3 separate regions of the Sus scrofa genome follow, and all the other regions are linked to region 1. Evidence: chromatin contacts called from public Hi-C and HiChIP or PLAC-seq data. All regions are on one chromosome and are shown on one strand. Each heading gives the region's core, a stretch centred on a gene start, on an enhancer-like site or on the middle of the called end of the contact. The rest is flanking DNA. Distances are from core to core; before and after follow the strand shown.

Region 1 (3,826 bases), core at 678-3,177:
GCCCACATATGGCATGAGCGCTAGGTCACTGGAGCAGCTCTGACCTCTCCCTCTTGGCAGAACCTCCTGGTAAAATAGCATTCCTCTTTTGGCTCCAGCACCTCTTCCTGGACATCTGTCAATTTCTGGGGGGACATGGCTGATGGTCAAGGTTGAATTTCCCCACTTTCCCTCTTCCCTCTTCTCCATCCTTTGGGGACAGTGTTTTCCTGTTTTAGCAACCACAGCCCTCGCTATACCTGGTCTGCTCTCTTTCAGGTACCCTTTGAGGGAGCTAGGGAAAGAATGGGTAGGAAAAGGGTACAAGGAAACTTCAGCTCCTCTGGGCTAACACTCCAGAGAGAGAGCTTGGTGGGCAGAGCACCGCCAGTCCCCACTGTCCCCTGGGTCAGGCCCTATCATCAATCACCTAATCTGTTGCAGGGACTGGCTCCCTCTTACTGATTTCTGGCCTCTTTATTTATCTTTCCTAAAATCCAGACTTGGTCAAGTCACCCATCTCCTATGAAATCTTTGCTGACTCCCCTTTGCCTCCAGAATAAAGTGCAGATTCCCCAGCCTGCCATTCCAGGGACTGCTCTGTAACATGATCTGAACCTCTCTGCCCATGCCCATCCTTCCTAAACCACCCCCACCTCACCCCCCAACCCTTGCCACCCGTGTGCACCCAATGATCCTGGATCCTGCCCTCCTGTCTGTCCTTGCTCCCTGGACAAGTTCTCAACTCCAGTTCAGCAGTTTATTCTGCTCATGCTAAGTCAGCTTGGGCTATTTGTTTTTCCGGCTTTCCTTATTGAAAAATTGCCCCTCCTTCAAGATCCAACTCAAAATCACCTCACTGAAACCTTCCCCAGTCTTTGCAACTGGAATTTTTCTGCTTTCCCAGCAGTTTTTATCCCTGGAATTCACACATTTCATGTTGCTTTCCATTATTTTCCAGTCTACTTCTCCAGGTAGATTGTAAGCTCCCTGAGGGGAGGCACCTAGCCCAGTACCTGACACAATGTAGGCTTGATAAATGTTTGTGAAATAGCTCATAGATTCCCTTACCATAGTATGTAGACTACAGGAAGCAGTTGATTTCCTTGCAGTACCAGTACATATCTGGATGCTGCCATAAACAGGACCTGTGTCAACTGCCTAGGCATCGCCTGTATTCTTGATCTCTCCTCTCCTCAGCCAGATGTTTATTTTGTTAAGAGTCCATGCCCAGTCAAGAAGAAGACATGAGGGTTCCTTCGGATGTGTTTTATATAAATGTCACTCAGTAGCAGTGTCAGAGACACCTGTTCTCAAGCTTCCTACGGCTTGGGGCCTGGAATTTTCTTCTTCTTCTTCTTCTTTTTTTTTTTTTTTGTCTTTTGTCTTTTTATGGCCGTCAAGTTGGAGCTATAGCTGCTGGCCTACACCGCAGCTCATGGCAATACTGGATCCTTAACCCACTGAGCAAGGCCAGGGATCAAACCCTCATTCTCACAGATATTAGTCGGGTTCGTTAACCACTGAGCCATGATGGGAACTCTTTTTTTCTTTCTTTTTTTCTGGTCTTTTTAGGGACACACCTGTGGCATGTGGAAGTTCCCAGGCCAGGCCTACGCCACAGCAGTGTTGGATGGGAGCCAGAGTCGCGTCTGCGACCTACACCACAGCTCACCGCAACACCGTTTAACCCACTGAGTGAGGCCAGAGATCCAAGCCGCGGCCTCATGGACGTGGATACTAGTCGCGTTCCATACCGCTGAGCCATAAGGGGAACGCCTGGAGTTTTCTTCTGACCAGCAGGCAGGAGGACGCTTTGCCACCAGTGGCCAAAATCCACAGGGACCACCAGCATCCTGCACCCACCAAGGCCTCCAGCTGTGTCTAAAACCTCCCCTCCTCCTCCTTCCCCTCCCTTTCAGGACGCGCCAAAAATGTTCAGCGCATTCCCTTGAAAGAGAAGGCAAAAGCCACTTTGGCGCCCTCTACTCAAGGACTCGCGGGTGCTTCCCGAACCTGCATTAGGAACCGAATCTGCGCGGGCGACCGCGCTCCAACTGCGTTTCTGGAGGAGGTCGGAATTTGGCTCGGTCCCTTGTAGTGTTTCCAAGGAAAGTTTCGTATATTCGTGACTGTCCCTGGCAGACGCCCAGCCCAGGACTTGGGGCTCCACTCGCCATTGGCCAGCTGTCGGTGTGACGCGTGGGAGGCGGGGCCTCATCAGCTGTTTGCGGGATGCCCCGAGCGGGCGTATTTTGGAAACAATACCGCGAGGTGCTGAGTGGCCTCCTCCTGCGCCCGCCCGCCCGCTGCTGCCGCCGCCCCTGTCCGCGCCTCTCGCCTCCCGCCACAACCCGGTGAGCGCCCGGGCGACCGGGGGCCGGGCAGAGTTGGACCGCACCTCCTTGGGGAAGTGGGGAGAGGATCGCGCTGCGCATGAGGGCCGGAGAAGGGTTGGGCTTCGGGCATCTGGGGTGACCATGGACTGGGGCGCTGGGGTGCGGGAATAGGGGTGCAGAACCCATTTGTAGATGCGCTGCTCCACGAAGGAACTTGGGGGTAGTAGCATTTGAGACTCCAAGGAGTTGAGTCCAGGTGGGCAGGGGAACCTGCGGTGCACGGCAGAGCAGACCTGGGCGTCCGAGAACGGCCCGGCCTCTGGATCTGACTATGGGGTAGGGCAGGGAGTTGTGGGACGTCCTGTACCCTTGCGGAGTCTGAAGACTCCTCTCCTTAACAGCTGGGCTTTCCCTTCCTTCCCAATTGAGTTTGGGCGCCAAGCCCCCGAGTGCTCGTCACGCTGGACCCTGGCGCGGAGCCCTGGCATCACGACTCGGAGGCCGAGACTCTCTCCTGGAGTCACCCAGGTCTGCTGTGTGTTGTGTGAATGCATGAGTATGTGTGTGTGCATTCCCAGATTTTAGCCCTTGTTGGAGATTCAGAATGTCTGGCTACTGCTTTCTGTTGGGAGGAGTCCGAATTCAGCACCCCTGTTAAGAGTACTAAGGGCTGGGCTCCTGCAGCCTTTAGGTCCCCTTGCTAGGAATAAAGCCTCCTCTGGTAGTGCTCTTAGGAAGTCCTCTCCTCCACTTTGGACACCCCACTTCAGCTCAGAGGAAGGGGAGGAGAGGGGTCTCTTTACTGTACCCCAGTTTACACCTGACTTTTTCTAGCACCCCTGCGGAGGCTCCCACCTGCAGAAGAGCCACCTGCAGTTCCTGTGGAGAGTGGGAAGGGTCCCCCCCCACGCTTGCCGGGCCACACCCTCTGGCTGCACCTCCCCCATTGTCCAGCCCATGCCAGGGTTGAACTTTGGGGCTTTGCTGGGAGGTGTTGGGGGAGGTGATAGTCTTCAAAGGAAAACTGCAGACAATGAGTCCTGCTTGTGATTCGCTTTGGAGGGCCCCATCTTAGCTTGGGATAGCCTTGCAGAGAGGAGGTGGAAGGGCAGAAGGGGAAGCCCCTGCCAGGTGACTGGCTGGACAGCCTTTGGTCCTTTCAGAGGGAAACCCTGTTTTCTGGTACCAATAAGCTGGAGATCTCTCACCTCCTTTTGGGAAGTGCAAAGAATACCATGTGTCTGTTTTGCCCTCTTTCTCCAGGAAAGAGGGCAGAGATGGGACCATAGATAGCTAAGGACAAGATTGGATGGAGGGAGGGTTGGAGCAAGCACCCCAGAGAGCTTGCATTTGAGAAAGCCAAGATTTGCAAATTGAACTGAGATTTCTTTAAGTACTTTAGCAACCCACAGACCATTTGGCTTGTTCTTCAAAGGCAAAAGACTGGGGATAGAATTAAATCTGGCAGTGACAAACATTGTCTCTCTGTACCCTTAATTGTTCAGGTG
Region 2 (4,311 bases), core at 221-2,720, 34 kb before region 1:
CATGAGGACTCGGGTTTGATCCCTGGCCTCACTCAGCGGGTTAAGGATCTGGCCTTGCTGTGGCATAGGCCGGCAGCTGCAGCTCTGATTTGACCCCTAGCCTGGGAACTTCCAAATGCCACAGATGTGGCTCTTAAAAAACAAAACAAAACACAAAAACAACCTGCCAATAATTTTCAACTACGCAGTAAAAGCCAGGTCCTTACAAAGCCTGAATCCTTATCTTTATAATTTCATTTCCTTTTACTTTCTGGTTCATTTTCCTCCAGCAACTCACCCAGTGCACCTCCCTCCCCCAACTCTACCCTCCAGCCTTTGTACTTCCCCCAGGTATATGCATGACTAGGCCTTGAGTTTCCTTCAAGTCTTGACCAAATGATACTTTCTCAGTGAGAGAAGGGTCAAAATTGAGCCAACCCTCCTCCCCACTTTTTTTTTTTTTAAAGTACTGACCACCATCTAACTTTTAGTTTATTTATCTTGTTTATTGTCTGTTGCCCCTACCCTCAACCTGCCCCAGAACTTCAATTTTCATGAGGGTAGGGATTTTTCTGTCTTTTGTAATATCTGTGGCACCTAGCACTTAGCAGGTGGTTAACAAATATTTCCTGCATGAATTAACGAGCTCGTGAAATGGCGTTTATCTAAGTACTGTGTACCCCTCTACTGAAAATGCACATAGAAACCCAACCCTGAAGAACTGATAATGTGTATAAATAAGGAAGGGCATTTTAGATTTCTAACTAAGCTACCAGCTTAATTATAACGTCTACAGTTTGCTGAGCCCTTAATTGGAGGTAGTCACATTACTAATACTTGAATTCTCCCAGAACCTGGCATGGTAGCTTTAATATCATCATTTCCATATTAAGACGTGACCAAGGTCAAACAGCTAGCATATGGCTGGGCTGAGATACAAACACAAACAACACTACACATTCTATGCGCTTTGGACCGCTGGTGTCCCGCAGCCTCCTTGGCTTTGAAGGTGGATGCAGCAGGATTCTCATGCGCCCTGCACCCCACTGAGGTCGGTGCTAACCCTGCGCCTTCACCTTCGTCCCTTGCGTCCGAATTCAGCCGGAGGGAGGCTCCGGCCGGGCCTGTTCTCCAGACCGTGCCGGTGTCACCTGCTAGGCACCCGCGGGGCTCGCAGGCTCGGCTCCCAGCCGCCCTTCTCCGGTACCCACCTCGGAACACCGCTTCCCTTCTGCATCGCCGCCATCCTGCATTCCCGGCTCAGGACCTCGAACTGCCGTGGGCCTTTCCTCTGAGGCACAGACCTCCTGGGCCTCCTTCTGCAACCTGCCCTTTGAGGTACTTAAGCGACCGGAGTGCCCCCAGACGAAACCACACACCAGACCCCCTCACAAACCAGCTACCTCAAGCCCTCACGCCCAGCCGCCAACTTTCAAATTTAACGGTCCCGCGCAGACGACGTGCCACGCCCCTCCGCTCCTCTGCGCTCGCGCCTCTCACCCAAGGAATTCTGGGACTTGTAATTTATCCTGACTTTGGGCCCGCGGTCGCGGTGCATAATGGGAGTCGTAGTTTCTGAAGACTCTGGCTGTCCAGGTGCCGCGACCTTAAGAGGTGTAAATTCTCTGCAGGTGCTCTCCGCGTCCCGGCTCTAGAGCTAATCTTTGCGCCGTGAGGGACATTTGAAGCACTAGGATTTATCCGATGTCTTCAGTATAGTGAGATATTTTTGAGTGCGTGCGCTTAGCCTGACTCTTTTTTGGGGTGGCTGGCCAGGCTATGACCACACACTGCTGTCTGCCCCAAGTCTCGCATGTGTCTAGAGTTCTTAGGCGGCTCTGACCCAGCTGTTTCCTGCCCAACGCTTGAACTGAGAAAAGCTGGATTCTTGTTCTGTAAAAGCCGTGTGAAATGAGCAACTTTAAGCAAGTCACGTAATCTCTCTGACCTTCAATTTGTCTCATCCATAATGAGATGGGAGTGCCTTTATTCCTCCGCTGGACAGTCCCACGCAGAAAAATCAGCTGTGCCACGGCTCTCAAGGTTTTGCCTCTTTTCCCTTCCAGCAGACTAGCTTCGACAGACATTCTTAGTCTCAGTTGATTTCCTGAGGAAGAAACTATGATGGGATCAGATGTGACCAGGGGAGCAGCGACTTTTGAACAAGTCCAGCTACACAGGAGTCCTGAGAGGCTTCCAAGAGCCCCTAATAGCTCAAGCACACTATGAATCCCTGAGAGAGGGGGTGTATTCCTTTTCTAATGCTGCTCTACTAAGCTACTATAAACTTAGTTGCTTAAAACCACACAAATTTTCTACCTTCCAATTTGGTAGGTGAGAAATTTGACTCTAGTCTTACTGGGCTAAACAAGTGTTAGCAGGACTGTGTTTTTTGAGGCCTTTCAAAACAATTTGTTTACTTTTTTCCCTAGTTTTTACAGACATCCGCAGGTATTCCTTAGCTTGTGTCCCCCTTCCTCCATCTTCAAAGCCAATAACCTAGCATCTCCCTGACCCAGCTTCTGTTATTGTGTCTCTTTCACTGGGTGCAGTCAAGGAAAATCTCTCTGCTTTGAGGGCTCATGTAATTATACTGGGCCCATCCACATAATCCAGGATGACCTTTCATCTCAAGGTCCTGAAGCTTAATCACATCTGCCAAGTTTCTTTTGCCCCGTAAGGTGACATATTCACAGGTTCTGTGGATTAAGACATGGATGTCTTTGGGGGCCAATATTCTGCCTACTACAGGGGGTGCTAAAATATGTTGTCATCTCTAAACTTATTTGACCATAAAGAAACCTTTTCACGCATCTTTCAGAGCAGATTTTGGGCTCTTTGTATTTCCATAGTAAGTCCCAGGAGAAGAAAATTCATAACGGAAAAAAATCTTAATTGTGGAATTTCAGGTGCAGTGGCAACTGGTAGCAGTTGGGGACTGGGAAGCCTCTCATTTTCACCCACGTACATGCAAAGCCCTACCTATCTGCATCAGTGGCTGTTAGAGGGATTTAGTTAGAAAATCTATGATCTCTTGCTTGGTCTTGTGGAGATGTGTGTGTTCTTGATTGTCAAAGGCTAATTTCCCTCAACTTTGCATTCATGGATTATACAAAATCCTACTTTAGCAGGCCAAAGACTGCAAAGATGAAAACCTCAGGGTCTCCAGGGAACCCTTGGACGAACTGCTTGTTTACTGTGCAACCACAAGAAGAGGGAGGGACTATGTTGGGGTGGGAGGAAGGTCAAGAGAGACCTAATGGGGGTGTATATTCAGGGCCTGAAGGAGACCACATCTGGCAAAGCAGCATCACCATGCTGGCTTTTACCCCAGCAACAGATCAGCCAATCAGAGTAGCAGCTGCATCTTGTATTTACCAGTGATGAGGTGTCTTGAGGTGGAAGAACCAATGAGAAGGAGGCATAATAATCCAAACCATCTTGTGTTGCCAAGAGGAAGGGAGGTGAAGGGTGAAAAGATGCATTAGCCCCGGGGCTGGGGGCTATTGGCTGCTGCCTGGTTGCATCTCACAGTAGCTGTTGTGACAGGGTATTAGAGAACTCTCCTAGGAGCTAGGTTCCTCTCTCTTCAGTTCCATGGAAACTTCTTTCCAGACTCTGCTTCTGCTTTTCTGCAAAAGTGCCCTTCTCAAGCCATTAGAAATTGTCTGACCCAGAATTTCCACACTGATATATGTAAGAAATACACATACTGAAGAAAGAGATACCAGTTATCAACTTTTCTGCATCTGGCAGAAAAGAACCAAAATGTCAAAATGGATCACAAGCTGAGAACAGTAGCAGTCCTATGTCAGGGCTATTAAGAAACAAGGTACGGTGCAGAGCTTAATAAGCTATGTTGCTAATACTAAGTGCAAAATTAGGCTGTTTTGCCTTGGAATTAGCCCAACCAGAGTTTTGTGCTCCAGGAAGTTCTTGAAGAATCTAGAGAGTTCCCAAATATTCATCACAGCAGACTCCAGCAGAGGGAAGACATCCTCCAGTGGCTTCAGAGGTAGAAGCCATCAACCAGGGAGCTTGAGAAGGAGAGAAAGAACATGGCAGATTCTGGGGGGTGACAGCATGAAACAGACTGATTGGTGAGCACAAAAGCTCTGGAAAACACCCAGAGGACCTGGGGGAGGCTTTGAAAAGGTAGCTGATTCAGGGCTGAATATAGATATGTACCAGTTATGCTAAGCCTGGCAAGGGTGCCTGGCCAATGGCTTGAATGGGGACACTTCTTCCTGCTTCATTTACTCAGAGGAGGTATTTGGAAAAATTCACCCAGAGGGGCCTCCTCTTTCTAATCACACGAAGCACTGTGTGTGG
Region 3 (3,894 bases), core at 756-3,255, 64 kb after region 1:
ATCTAGGAAGGCCTAATATAACCACAAGGTTCTTAAAAAGCTGGGCAGGAGGATCAAAGTCGGTAGAAGGAGATGTGACAATGGAAGCAAGGGGCATGGGTCAAGGAATGCAGGTAGCTTCTAGAAGGGTGGGGAAACAGATTTCCCCTTGAAGCTTCCAGGAATTCAGCCCTGTAGACACAGTGATTTTAGATTTCTGAACTTCAGGCCTGTAAAAGAATAAACTCATGTTGTCTGAAGTCACTAAATTTCTGCCATTTTGTTACAGCAGCAATATGATGCTAATCCAACCCTCTCATCATCTCCCCATTTCTTGCCTTGTCTCTCTACAGAGCCTTCTCCATACCACAGACAGGGGAGAATTTTTAAAAAAATGTAAATTAGATTGTCACTGCTCTGTTTAAAACTTTCTTAATGAGAGACTTTATTTGTATTGGGAACAAAATCTGAATTTTCCACGACCATAGGCCCTATATAAGTTGGTCACTGGCTTCATCTCTAAGCTCTCCATACTGTCCCTTCTCCCCACCTTCCACATGGGGGCTCCACTCCCAGCCACTCCTCAGCATTGTGGACACAGGGCAGCTTGTTTCCCCTTTGGGGCCTTTGTTCTAGCCATTCACTGTGTCTGAAACACTCTGTCCCCTGATCTTTTTGAATGGCTGGTCCTTTTAGCTTTCAGCTCAGAGTTCTCCTCAGTGGGATTTCTCTGACCCCCAACCTAAAGTTGTCCCCTTGTCACTCTTATTTGTATCATCCCCTTTAGTTATCTTCACAGCACTCATTATCTGAAGCTATACTTCTTATTATTTCCTCCTTATTTCTTTAACCCAAGAAATTTGTCCTATGTCCTGCTATAGCCCTAACTCCCTGGCACAGGCTGAGATACCCTCAGTGAAAACCCGGTTGCATGAGTTCAGCTTGCCTTTACCAAGGTCTAAGGGTTCAAGCTGACTACTGGCAGAGCAGGGCCTAGACCCCAGGTTTCCTCACTGAGCCCAGAGGTGAACTAAGATATGGCTCCAGGCGCTCTTGAGACAGGCAGGAACCTGGGACCCTTTGCTGTAGCGGCTGCAATGCTTGCACCTAGACAAACATGTCCTCCAGCAGGAGAATACAAAGAAACTATAAGGCACTAAAAATATCGGCCGTTTGGGGCAAATTATGGGCAGGAAGATACGAAAAGTCTAAAAACCCAACTGCCACTTCTGAAGAGCTAAAAGCAAAAGCAGGGTGTTGGAAGCAAAAGCGGGAGTTCCCCCCGTAGCTCAGTGGTTAATGAACCCAACTAGGATCCATGAGGATAAGGGTTCGATCCCTGGCCTTGCTCAGTGGGTTGAAGATCTGGCGTTGGCATGAGCTGTGGTGTAGGTCACAGAGGAGCTCGGCTCCCAAGTTACTGTGGCTGTAGTGTAGCTCCGATTAGACTCCTAGCCTGGGAACCTCCACATGCCTCGGGTGCGGCCCTAAAAAGACAAAAAGACATCCCTCGCCCAAAAAAGCACAAAAGCAAAGTATTAGGCATGCCCTCTGCACACCACCACCAAAGCTACTCCTCTGGCCCAACCTCCACCCCTGGACCTGCCCTTACAAGAACCCCGGGATGGTAGCAGTCTTGCTAGAGCTGGGGCCGCCCAGCCTGGTCAGAGAAGGAGAGTTCAGTGGACCGCCAAGGAATTTATTCTAATGAAACAGCTAACGGTGCAAACATTCTATGCCTCAGGCACTGTTGGAGGGATTTAATAGGAGTTCATTTACTCTTCACAACCAACTAAAAGGTGGTTACTATTATAAGGTGAGGAAATTGAAGCATCAAATTGTCAGGTAAACTCGACCAACATACAGTTGAACGTACACAACTAGGTTTCCCTCGAACCTTTCCCACGCCCTCGCTCTCCCTCCCACTGCTTGTGTGAAATCCCGCACAGCCCGCGAGCTTCCAAAGGACAAGCGGGGGCGTCTCAGAGCGCAGGCGCGGGGTGGGTGAGGCGGGGAAAAGGTGGAAGCAGGGATTGGGTAGAAGAGAGCAGAAAAATAGCGGAAGTCCCGCCCAGCCAGGGTGGAACTTCCGGTTCCGACTGCTTGGGGCTTGTGCTGACTGAGCGGAGCCCGCAGTGCCGGTATGGTGCTACTGGAGAGTGAGCAGGTATGGCGAGAGCTGGCTGGTCTAGGGGCCGAGGGGCCGATGCGGTTCGGGGCTTACTTGGGACCTGTTTCCGTTGGTGGGAGGTTCTGGGACTTGGCCATGCGAGAAGGGGGTTTGGGCCTAACGGGGCCGGGCTTGTTGTGTTCCAGTTCCTGACGGAGCTGACGAGGCTCTTCCAGAAGTGCCGGTTGTCGGGCAGCGTCTTCATCACCCTGAAGAAATGTAAGAAGCTATGGACGGAGCAAGGCCGGGAAGGAGCTAGAAGGCCGAGCGTTTCCCTGGTCCGGGGGCCCAATTACTGGGAGCCACAGACGGAATCTGTCTGCCGTGCATCCCTGCCTTCCCCCCAACCTTGTGCTGGGCACATCCAGAGCTGACGGGCCGGAGTATTAGGGATTGTGGCTGATGCGGTCCCCAGCACTTAGTCACCTGAGTGAGGCTGTCCCAGTGAGTCCAAGCATTTCAGGCCTTTTTGTCAAGGATCCCAAAACTCCTCTACAGTTAGTGAGATTTAATCTGCTTTGATATTACAGTGTTCCCATCGTGGAAGTAGCACATAGATTCTCAAGGTAGCAATGCCGAGAGTGATGGCAGATACGTAGTTAACAGGACTAGATCACTGGAGGGGGATTAGGTTATCTTTTGTATCCCTTCCCTACTTATTAGCTTTTTGTCTGTTAACAACGTTGTGGCTGTGTTTACCAGGATACATTTTTCACGCAGATGATGGTCGAACTAAACCCATTCCAAGGAAAGGTTCTGTGGAGGGATTTGAGCCCGCGGACAACAAGTGTCTATTAAGAGCTACTGATGGGAAAAAGAAGATCAGCACTGTGGTGAGTTGGATTCCTAACACTCCTGATTTTGTAGGTTAAAGACTTGAACTTAAGTTAGGGTTATCAGAACCAGGTTTTTTGTTGTTTTTTGTTTTAAACTATTAAATAAAGCCTAGTTTGTAGCTCCCCACCTGTTTTGGAATCAGGGTCTTCTTTTATTACCTTAGTAGTAGAAAACTCAAGAGCAAAATTAAAATGAAGAAAGTAAAAGTCAAACGCTTGTCAGAGTAAAATTAGCGTATTGGTCCTTATAGTATCAATGTAAGGAGCAGTTGACATATTTGATTCCTTGTTCCTGTACTGTTCCTGCCTTCAATGAACAGTTTCTTGGTACCAAATGATGCTTTTTTTTGCTTTTTAGGGCCACACCCGTGGCATATGGAGGTTCCCAGGCTAGGGGTCGAATTGGAGCTGTAGCAGCTGGCCTACTGCCACAGCCACAGCAACACCAGATCTGAGCCATGTCTGTGACCTACATCACAGCTCACGGCAACACTGGATCCTTAACCCAACCCACTGAGTGAGGCCAGGGATCGAACACGCAACCTTATGGTTCCTAGTCAGATTCGTTTCCACTGTGCCTCAATGGGAGCTCCCCAAATGATGCTTTTACTTTTAAGCTGATTATTCCCTTATTGTTGTGGTTCAGGTACCAAACATGTATTATGTTAGGTTTCATATTTGAGAGCCTATAATTTATTTATTTGTTTTTGGTCACACCCACAGAAATTTCCTGATCAGGGATCGAACCTCTGCCACAGTGGCAACCAGAGCCACAGCAGTGACAATGCCTGTTCCTTAACCCGCCAAGCCACCAGGGAGTTCTGAGAGCATATAACTTAGTCAAGAGTCCTCATGTTACCTTTCAGGGTGGAGGTTGAATATATAGCAAAGCAAGAGACTCCTTGGATT

What was found. A called contact is a pair of places that touch in the nucleus more often than the background predicts. HiChIP or PLAC-seq counts read pairs in DNA pulled down with a chosen protein or histone mark.
Region 2: a contact with region 1 is called in a Hi-C map of epiblast stem cells, with 3 times the contacts expected there. The contact joins the promoter of BUB1B here to the promoter of BMF in region 1. A contact is called at or near these places in 1 of 5 promoter capture datasets (liver), 2 of 47 Hi-C or Micro-C datasets (embryonic fibroblasts and epiblast stem cells) and 2 of 2 datasets of contacts at active chromatin or transcription factors (alveolar macrophages and skeletal muscle).
Region 3: a contact with region 1 is called in an H3K27ac HiChIP or PLAC-seq map of skeletal muscle. The contact joins the promoter of SRP14 here to the promoter of BMF in region 1. A contact is called at or near these places in 2 of 5 promoter capture datasets (fetal skeletal muscle and liver), 14 of 47 Hi-C or Micro-C datasets (adipocytes, alveolar macrophages, blood and 7 more) and 2 of 2 datasets of contacts at active chromatin or transcription factors (alveolar macrophages and skeletal muscle).

The regions. Positions count from the first base shown.
Region 1 is chr1:131,176,094-131,179,919 of Sscrofa11.1, forward strand. It overlaps BMF (bcl-2-modifying factor), which reads left to right and starts at 1,928. Exons shown (of 5, transcript XM_021097837.1): 1 at 1,928-2,336; 2 at 2,720-2,846.
Region 2 is chr1:131,142,370-131,146,680 of Sscrofa11.1, forward strand. It overlaps BUB1B (mitotic checkpoint serine/threonine-protein kinase BUB1 beta), which reads right to left and starts at 1,471. Exons shown (of 23, transcript XM_021097818.1): 1 at 1,191-1,471. The coding sequence starts at 1,225.
Region 3 is chr1:131,239,556-131,243,449 of Sscrofa11.1, forward strand. SRP14 (signal recognition particle 14 kDa protein) reads left to right here and starts at 2,006. Exons shown (of 5, transcript XM_003121602.6): 1 at 2,006-2,146; 2 at 2,296-2,368; 3 at 2,870-2,982. The coding sequence starts at 2,123.